Linked DNA regions of Sus scrofa: region 1 is linked to region 2. The links are chromatin contacts, called in public Hi-C maps. All regions are on one chromosome and are shown on one strand. The core of a region is the stretch at or near the end of the contact, and the rest is flanking DNA. Distances in the headings are between cores, read along the strand shown.

Region 1 (4,230 bases), core at 832-3,331, 290 kb before region 2:
TGTGGAAACTCAAAAATTCTGCTTTTTTCTCCAGTTTCCTCAGTTGAAGAATGGAAATACGGCTTGCAGAAATGTGGGTTGTGTAATTACTTGCTAAGGTGGCCCTGCCAGGGGCTTGAGAAGGGTGGTGGTCATCAGCGGAGGCTAGAATTATCTGTTAAGAGCTGTGGTGTTTCTTGACTCAGGGATCTTTGGGTGTTTGAAGACAGTTTCCACCTATATTTCTTCTGATGGAAGACAAGCCTTCTAGCTGAACTAATTGCTTAGTTTCTCTGAATTAACTCTAAATTATTGTAATCCCGTGTCTGAAGCTCAAAATCATAATTTACTCTTGCGAGACCGTATTTAATCCCACTACTTTTATTTGTGAATGACCATACCAAGGGAGATTGTCTAATAAGATGATCACATTCAAATATTCCAGATGAGAACTTGGGGAGGCTTTCATAAACCAAAATGCTGATATGGAACATTTATTCATTTTGTCATCTTTAATTGATGTGTTTTCCAAAGGAGTGTGGAACCACTCACGTCAATGAAATGCTTGCACTTTTGTGTTTTTGCTCTAGACAGAGGGTCAAATAGAGAATCTGATGTGAGCAATGGACAACATTCAGCGAGAAAATTTTCACCAGGGCATTATTTATGGCAGAATGTGAAAGGAAGAGCCTAAATTTCTTATCATTCAATTATGTCTTGGTTGACTTCTATGTTAGAGCCTCAACATTTTGGCAAGTCTCTTAGTAGTTGTAATAAAGTGACTAATGTTGTCTCTTTTGTAACGTAGTTTCATTTCTGGCCTTTCCTCAGGCACCCCACAAAGCTTTATGTTCCATCTAAATCAAATGTGACTAGTGTAAACATAATGGGCTATAGTGACAGAGATGAATCCATTTATCTATCCATTCATGCACCGATTCATCCTTTCATTCAAGAATATGGCCTGCGATGCATCAGACACTGAACACTTAGTAGAAATTGCTCTAGTTAAAATTTGGTAGCAAACAGTGGTATCGCACCTCCCTGTGTACTCATTTGCAATCTGTACTCCGGGCTCCCAGCAAGGGGCCCAGGATTAAGAGCAAAGAACGCCTGTTTCACAGGTGTTAGTGCTTGGAATGATTGGTGAAATTTAAATTTGGACTCAAACCCCAGCTTTCTAAGGTGTTCATAATCGTCCAGATAGTCTGATATTAATACATAGGTCAATATGGGGGAACAAAGAACAGAACTGGCCTTTCAGAAAAGGCCAGCAGCTAGGCCAGAGCTTCTGAATGTCAAGCTGCAGTTCTCTTGATATTATTACTAATTAGAGCACCTCCTTCAGTTACTGTGGGTGCTTATAAACTAGAGACTGCATGCAGTTCATGAATTTGGCTGCTTTTCCGTAGCTGCTATGAAAATTGCAAACAAAATTGCTTTTCATTTTGCTTTGACAGGCAGTTTTAATTTTATTCATCATTTTAGCAAATTGTATAACATTTCAGTTGTGTGCGGCATTGCCTTTGTCTTTTTTGCACTGTATTTATGCTGAAAGTATGAAAACAACAATAAAGAAGATACCAATAATAGCGTCTTGTAGTAAAAAGGGCTTATTAAAAGGATATTTTCTGCCTGGGTGAAAAACTTCCTTGAACATGTCATAAATAGTTTATAACACACAGAGCTACACTTTTATTGTCTGTAGAAGTTGACTGTCTAGCTAGCCACATTTTTAAAATTAAAAAGTAATTTCCCGTCAATTTTGAATTTATATTCTGTTTACCCAGACCGTGCTCCTGCCTAATTAGACAATGGCCATCTTTTTGAAGTCATCAAAGAGACCAAGGCAATCTTAGACCGCCCAGGAGTGTTGAGGGTGCATGGGGAGTGGGCTGGCGAGGGAAGAATGGGGAAGCTTGTAAAGATTTAGCGGATAACAAAGTATATACATTCTCCTTTCGTAGAAACATTACAAATACCGTAACAGCCAATGGGTTGGTTTTATATTCTGTGCTTCCCAAGCTCTTCATTGTGGTTTCGGCAATATGAGGAGCCCTGCAAGCAGGCAATAAAAACAGCAGACTTGGTGCTCGTCTCCTTCGTTGACGCCTCCTGCACAAGGCAAGTTCTGTTCAAATCATCACAGAGGGCTGGTATGGCACACCCTCTAACCTCAGCTGCAAAGGGCTTGCAGAGGGAGGAGGGTCCTTTCTGCCAGGGCTTTTAAAGAAAATAATGTTTATTCACAATACTTTTTAGGACATAAAGACTTTAAGATTTACAAGATTGCTGGTAAGGATGATTCATAACCGAAGTCCAGTTTTCCTTAGGGATTAACCACCATGGTTTGTTTTTTGTTTTTCTAGCATAGCAACTGAATTTCATCATTCATTTTGTCATTTAGCAATAGAAGACAACTTCACCAAAGAAGCTCACAGTACGGGTAAAATTGGAAGTAAATGGAAGCCATATGTTGTAGCTATAATTCCAAGCCTAAAAAAAGCTATAGTTTGGGCTATTGCCTTTTATTCTAAGTGGAAAGAAGGTGAAGAATGCTTTTGTTATCAGTAGCCCTAGGTTTAAAAAAAAATAGTTATCTATTTTGTTAATGGCTGTACGAAGAGCACATGACCAAAGTGTTCAGAGCAAGGCTGATGTCTGGCAGTAATCCATTTCTTAACTTATGTACAACTGTGGAGTTATTAATGCTAGTCAGGTTATGTGCAAGGATTCAGGAAAATTCTTTATTCCTCATTGACTCCTGACAGTTATTGTACCTAGGAACTGGGTAACGTGTTCTGAAGTGAGCAATTATGGAAATGTTTACTTCACTGGCTGCATGTAAATGTGTGCAGAGAATGTACCAGAATTTTTCCTTGGGGGTATTTAATTCTCTCCAGGGCAATGAAAATCAAATGATTTCTTTCTTTCTTTCTTTTTTTTTTTTTCAAAGCTTTTTTTTTTTAAAGTCTTATAATGCAGTTGAATAATGATGAATGCAGTAGAGGAAAAGGAGAGAGGGAGAGAAAGGAAGAAAGGAGAAAGAGTGAGCTACCAAAGGATCTGGAAAACAGATTTCACCATGGAAGCTGAGACCCCAAAGGAAAGAGTTGAGGGTGGAACTGGGCAGAAGGCGCGCCCTGGGAGAGACCAAAGTTTGCCGGGGAAAATGATGGCAAATGACTACTCTAGTATTCCGCGTTGGTACAGTGGTGCTTGTAGTACATTTATCTTTGTAAGAACTTAAGCAATTCATTCAGTATTGTTCACATCGAAGGGTATCACATTTGCTTGTTAATTAAATGCAGTATCAGCGCTTGCTGTCCCTGAACAGTTGGGAGAAAAATCCAAATATGTATGCAGAGTTATGAAATTTCTGTGCATGCAAATGGATTTTGTACAAATCACAACCAGATTATTAATGTTACACAGTCGAGGTTTTCTTCTTCTTTTATGTTTTCCCCTCCTGTCATCTACCAGGCTCGCAAGTCCTCTTATTGCAACGATGGAGAAGCATTTTTGGGATTCTTTCTTTCCTGAGAGGAAAAAAATCATGGGAATTAAGAGATTTAATGGGAATCAGAATGAGCTCTTTCCAGCACTGTGACATTTCTAAAGCAAATGAGTTCTGTGAAGGTCCATTATAGAGAGATTCAGGCGGGTGGACTCCAAATGCCTAAGCATCCAACAAGAAGTTGGATACCTGTGTGTGGATCGGAGGTCACCCAGCACTTAGTTAGAGGAAACTGGCTGCTGTTTCTAAAGTACTAGTTGTCCCAAAGTCATTTTTAAAAATGTCCTGCAGATATTTCTTACAGTAGTGAAAGTAAATATTAGTCTAAATGGGCCTCTGTGGTCATCTGCCTGTCATTAGAATAGAGTTAGATTACATTAATAAGCAGTAGTCGCCAACCTTTACACTCGTTTTTCTTCTTCTTCTTCTTCTTCTTCTTTTCTTCTTCCTGGATTTCTCCTGAATTTCTTAAGGAGGGGTTTCATAAAAAGGGTTTTTATGTCTTGCAGAAAATTGAGTTTTGTAGACATTACCTAACTCTTGATTTGTCACACTGGGATCAATAACATTTCGCTGCTCTTAAACACACAGAATCACAGGGGACACATAATGTTTTTTATAAGTGCAGTAAAGTTAACGTGTTGTTGAAACAAAAACTCCTCTGACAGTCCTGTAATAAGTACACTCTGAAACTAGCAAATTATCTGTAATACTAGGAAAGGCAGGAAGAGTGC
Region 2 (4,477 bases), core at 1,023-3,522:
AACGTTTCCCTTGGTGATGATATATTCCTTTCCAGTTCAGAACTGCCTTTGAAATCTGATTGTGCCTTTGTAAGCATGGTGGGAATGGGGACATGCAGTGTGATTTACCTCAGGCCTCACACACCCTAGGGAGATTCTTGGATGTCCCATCCTTAGACTGGACACAATTGTTGGAATCACATACAGCCAGGAGAATTTGCTACGTTATCAACAAGAGCAGAGGGTCAGAGGGATAGAACGAACTCAAGACAGCGAACTTTGGAAATCCAATCTCATTTAATCATCACAATTATCCATAAATTGAGGACAATATCCCAAATACAAAGATAAGCCAAAGACCTGAAAGACTTAAGTTACTTGCTGGGAGTCACCTACCTGAGGAGCAGAGCTGGGCTCCAAATCCAGACAGCTTGATTCCGAGGCTTTTTTTTTTTTTCAAACTCGCCATCCTGAAGGCAATACAGGTGCCCGAACGAAATATCCTGGGCATTCTAACCTCTCAACTCTCACCAAAAAGCCCAGCAAAGAGGAAAGGAAATCCATTCAGAATATTATTCTCAAGTGACCAGAAGAAAGAGTCTGGTTTTAAAAGCCAAGGTTTTGCTTTAAAGCTATACTCTCTACCCAGCTATTTCCTAAAGAGACGCACGTGGAGTCGAGACTGTGGCTTCGTGCATGGGTACCGGATGGGACCCACACGGCACTGTTCTGGTCATAACTCTGCCAGGGAGATATGAGATCTTCAGCATCACTCCTGTTTCATGTTACCTTCCTGCATCCAGGTATCCTCCACCTCCACCTGCCCCAGAAGGAGGGTGGCAGTGCTCAGAGCTCCAGAGGAGAGGAACAGAATGAATTCATTCTCTCTTGGGCGGGGGGAGAGGGGACTTGTTTTCTGCCATGTTGATGACATGAATGACTCAAGCTGAACATCCGTGAACATATCAGAAATCAGTTGACAGTAGTGAAGGAAAGCAAGAAAGCCTGAGTTGAGTTTATAAAGTTTTCCACTAAAGTCAGCAACAGCTTAAATTCAAACCAGGCCCAAGAAGCTTGTGTCTCCATATGAGAGGTTCATCAAAGGACTAAAAGAAAGGAAATCTGAGCCGGAGCAGGGTCTGGCCTGAAAGCTTTCAAGTGATTTCTTTCCGTAAGGAAACTATTTCCTTTGTCTGTACATGCTCAGGAAAACTGCTTTTTTGGAACCTGGTTCACCCTCAATTCAGGATGCAGTTCTTTTGACCAGTTAAAAAAATTAGAAGTATGGAAATGTCTACTGTTCTTCACACACACACACACACACGTTATAAATATACAGGACTTGTTTATTCATCCTGGAATACTATATGACTCAAATATTTAATCTGGGCTGATTTAAATGAAGTTTAATCATGGCAGGGGAGTGAAGCAGCTAGCACCCTGGAGATTCAAATTATCTATGACTAAGCATGATAAAAATCAGGGAAATCATATGCCATTGTAATATCTCCGGAAGTCCTTAAAAAAAAAAAAAAAAGGGAGTCCAACGCTCAAGTGCAGACTTCTCTTCTAAAGAAAGTAGATCGTTTAGAAAGTATTGCATTGATTAACAGCAAGAAGGCATCACCAAATTCCACCGGGAAAGGAACCTTAGCTGCTGCCCCATCATAGGCTTCCTCTTTCAGCACTTTGTTTAGACAAATGGTTCTCAAGTTCTCAGCATATTTCAGAATAAGTTCAGAGAGGTCTCCTCTCCACCCACCCAGTTTTCAACTGCCTGCCTGACTTCTCTTAAGACACCCACCCTTTGGTGGCAGCTGGGCTGGGACAGTTGCTGGATGATGATTAGGGGTTTAGCAGTGCGTATTCTAACTGCAGGTCTTAACATTATTACATGAGGCTCTCTTCTGGCTTTTGTTTCTTTTCTCCCCCCTGTTTCAGATTTTCTTTTCTTTCTTTTTTTTTCTGTAGTCTAATCAGATTCTTAGAAATTAGAGCTGGAAAGGGCTCTTAAACTTGTCTCCTCTCTCCCCTGGCAGGGCTCTGTTGTTTCCTATGGTTAAATTTCCATAGCTCCAGCCAGGCCTCCTTCTAAATGCCTCTGATCGTAGGGTTCCTACCACTCCCCCTTGAGAGACACCTCCCTCGCCTCTGAGACTCGACTGTAAGGAACACTTTCCAAATGCCCAACTGTCAAATTTCCTTTCCTTGGTCTCATGCTTCTTCTCCAGGCCTCCTCTCATTGGAGGCGGATTTGGGTTCCTGCATCCACTGCGCCCCCTGCAGGAGACACTTATTTGACAGCTATATAGAGCAATAGCTATTTTTAAGTGGCTTCTCATTGGGAGAAATGAGGGTCAGATTCTGGATAACCCATCTGTGGGCCAGAACGATAAGGTACTCAATTCAGGAGACTTTTACATTTACATCTGGAGTGGAGAAACTCTGTAAACGGAATACAGTTGAAATTTTGCCCGTTAGCTGCCCTTATTTGCATTAGCTAGTTAGTGGAAATTTAGTAGGACTGATAGCCTTCCTTTCTGCTTATTAACAAGGCGATTGGCTTGATCACTGAGGTGACTGGGTGCCTCTGGGTACTTTCTAGGAGCTGGTCCTTCAGTGTTGGGAAAGGGGTGTCCATGAACCTTCTCTGCAGAAAGGATCCCATACAATGCTCACTGTGGACATGGTAGAATGTTCTGGCTGATGGCCCAGACTCTGACACCCCCAAACCACTGGTGGAAATTGGTTCCCAGTCAGCCTTTCTCCATGAAACTCTAGACTCAGGAAACTTTCAAACAGATCCTGGAGGTTTAGAATAAAGAACGCTTCTCAAAATGAATTAATAACAAATATAAGAGGGATTTATGACTGCTTCTGAAAACCTGAGTAACCTAGGAATCACATCAGGATTTGCAGAGAGGGAAACGTATTGTCTTTTCACTCTAGTTGGCGGGAAAAAACAGCTATTCTTGGAAAACCTAGAGACCTGCCTGATTACAAATTTACAATTTCCTTCCTTATAGTACTGAGGAAAAAATATGTTCATTAATGAAAAATTGTGTGCAGCTTCCTTTACTTCTGTCACGTTACGCATGTCAGTTGTGTCATTCCTACTGCCTTTCTTTGGGTCTCTTTGGGGTGATTGCCGAAAAGCTAATAAAGTTTGGGGAGGCAAGGCAATTGCCCAGCCGAATGGAAATGTTATTTCAGGAGGAAGAGCTTAACACAAGAGAATCCTCTTCTCTTTTGAGTGAATGCTCTTCTCTTTCTGCCCTCGTGTCTCAGTTTTACACATTTTGCCTTAGCAGTCGCTTTCATTTTGAAAACATCCTTTTCTTGCTTGCTTGGCCCGGACCAACCCAGGTGGGGAAAAGAATTTTGCTTTTAAATATCTTGTTACACCAACAGTCCTTTTCCCCTTAGCAATAATTTTCATCTTCAAACTCATTTTGGGCATAGGAGTGATTCCCAGGATGGGATCCCCAAACACCTAGAGGTCCTGAGTGTAGTAATGGGAGACTGTATATTTTACATATTTCAAAAAGCCTAATGGAAATCACATATTTACTCAGAACAGGGCTGCAGAAGAAATCAGTAGACTTTCTTTGATTTGGCTAGAAAGAGGCTAGAAATGTACCAAGTCCTGTGTGTTAAGGATGGTTAGCTTGTGTAGCTGGGAGCAATGCTGTGGTTATCGCAGAGATTAGCAGGAATGATTAACAGATGTCAAGTTGTCCCTATAGCCCCATTCCTTTGTGCGTAGATTAAAAACTTTGGAGCAAATAATCTGAGGAGACGCGGGGGAGGGGTGTGGAGAGGCAATTTCTAAATGGGAGTTTAAGGAGGAGAAAGTCAAGAATCCGGCTCTGTAATGGTCCTTAAGTGACCCTCCATCCTGCAGGGTCAGTCTTTGCCTTTGAAGCCTTACCAGAAGAAAGGGAAGTTTTATGAGGAATCCAGTGACCCTGGAGTTTGTTAGGGCGTCTTGTCTGATTTTTCCTTTGCATACCTCCTTCTGATAAGAGCAGGAATGTGATGTGGATGCCTGGACATTGCTGGTCCTAATTCTTGGTCATTGCTGCCTCCATCAGTGCCTTGTTTCTCCCTTTCTAGGGAATGAAAAGACATGGTGTCTTCTATTTCTTCATTCGCTGTACAAGAGGGAGAAATAAACTAGGCATGTTCAATGCTTGCGTTTCTTGGAGTATGGTATTTTGTGACTGCAAGTCATTATTATCCTACAAACACCCCTGCAAGCAAGAATCCAAAAGCAAATATTTCTGAGGAGTTATTGTCCAAATGGAGCCCTATATATTTATGCATGTAAATAGATGTGTATACATAGGCATATCATACACAGGTATATGTATGAATATCTTATAGGTATTTGTATACACACATATGCATTCGTTCTTCCTCTTTTTTGGTCTGATTTATTAATAATTAGTGTTTCATCAGAAAATGAATTTCCCATGAATCACACACTCCTGAAATC

What was found. A called contact is a pair of places that touch in the nucleus more often than the background predicts.
Region 1: a Hi-C map of embryonic fibroblasts shows a contact between it and region 2, with 2.9 times the contacts expected there. The contact joins two enhancer-like sites. A contact is called at or near these places in 3 of 47 Hi-C or Micro-C datasets (adipocytes, embryonic fibroblasts and heart right ventricle).

The regions. Positions count from the first base shown.
Region 1 is chr6:110,056,077-110,060,306 of Sscrofa11.1, reverse strand. All of the region lies in intron 2 of ZNF521 (zinc finger protein 521), which reads left to right. Among named protein-coding and RNA genes, the nearest start is that of ZNF521, 65 kb to the left of the region's middle. Within about 2 kb of position 2,081, at least 10 of the 83 cell types and tissues checked have an H3K27ac peak or open chromatin away from gene starts, as enhancers often do.
Region 2 is chr6:109,762,221-109,766,697 of Sscrofa11.1, reverse strand. No RefSeq gene overlaps it. Among named protein-coding and RNA genes, the nearest start is that of ZNF521, 360 kb to the left of the region's middle. Within about 2 kb of position 2,272, at least 4 of the 83 cell types and tissues checked have an H3K27ac peak or open chromatin away from gene starts, as enhancers often do.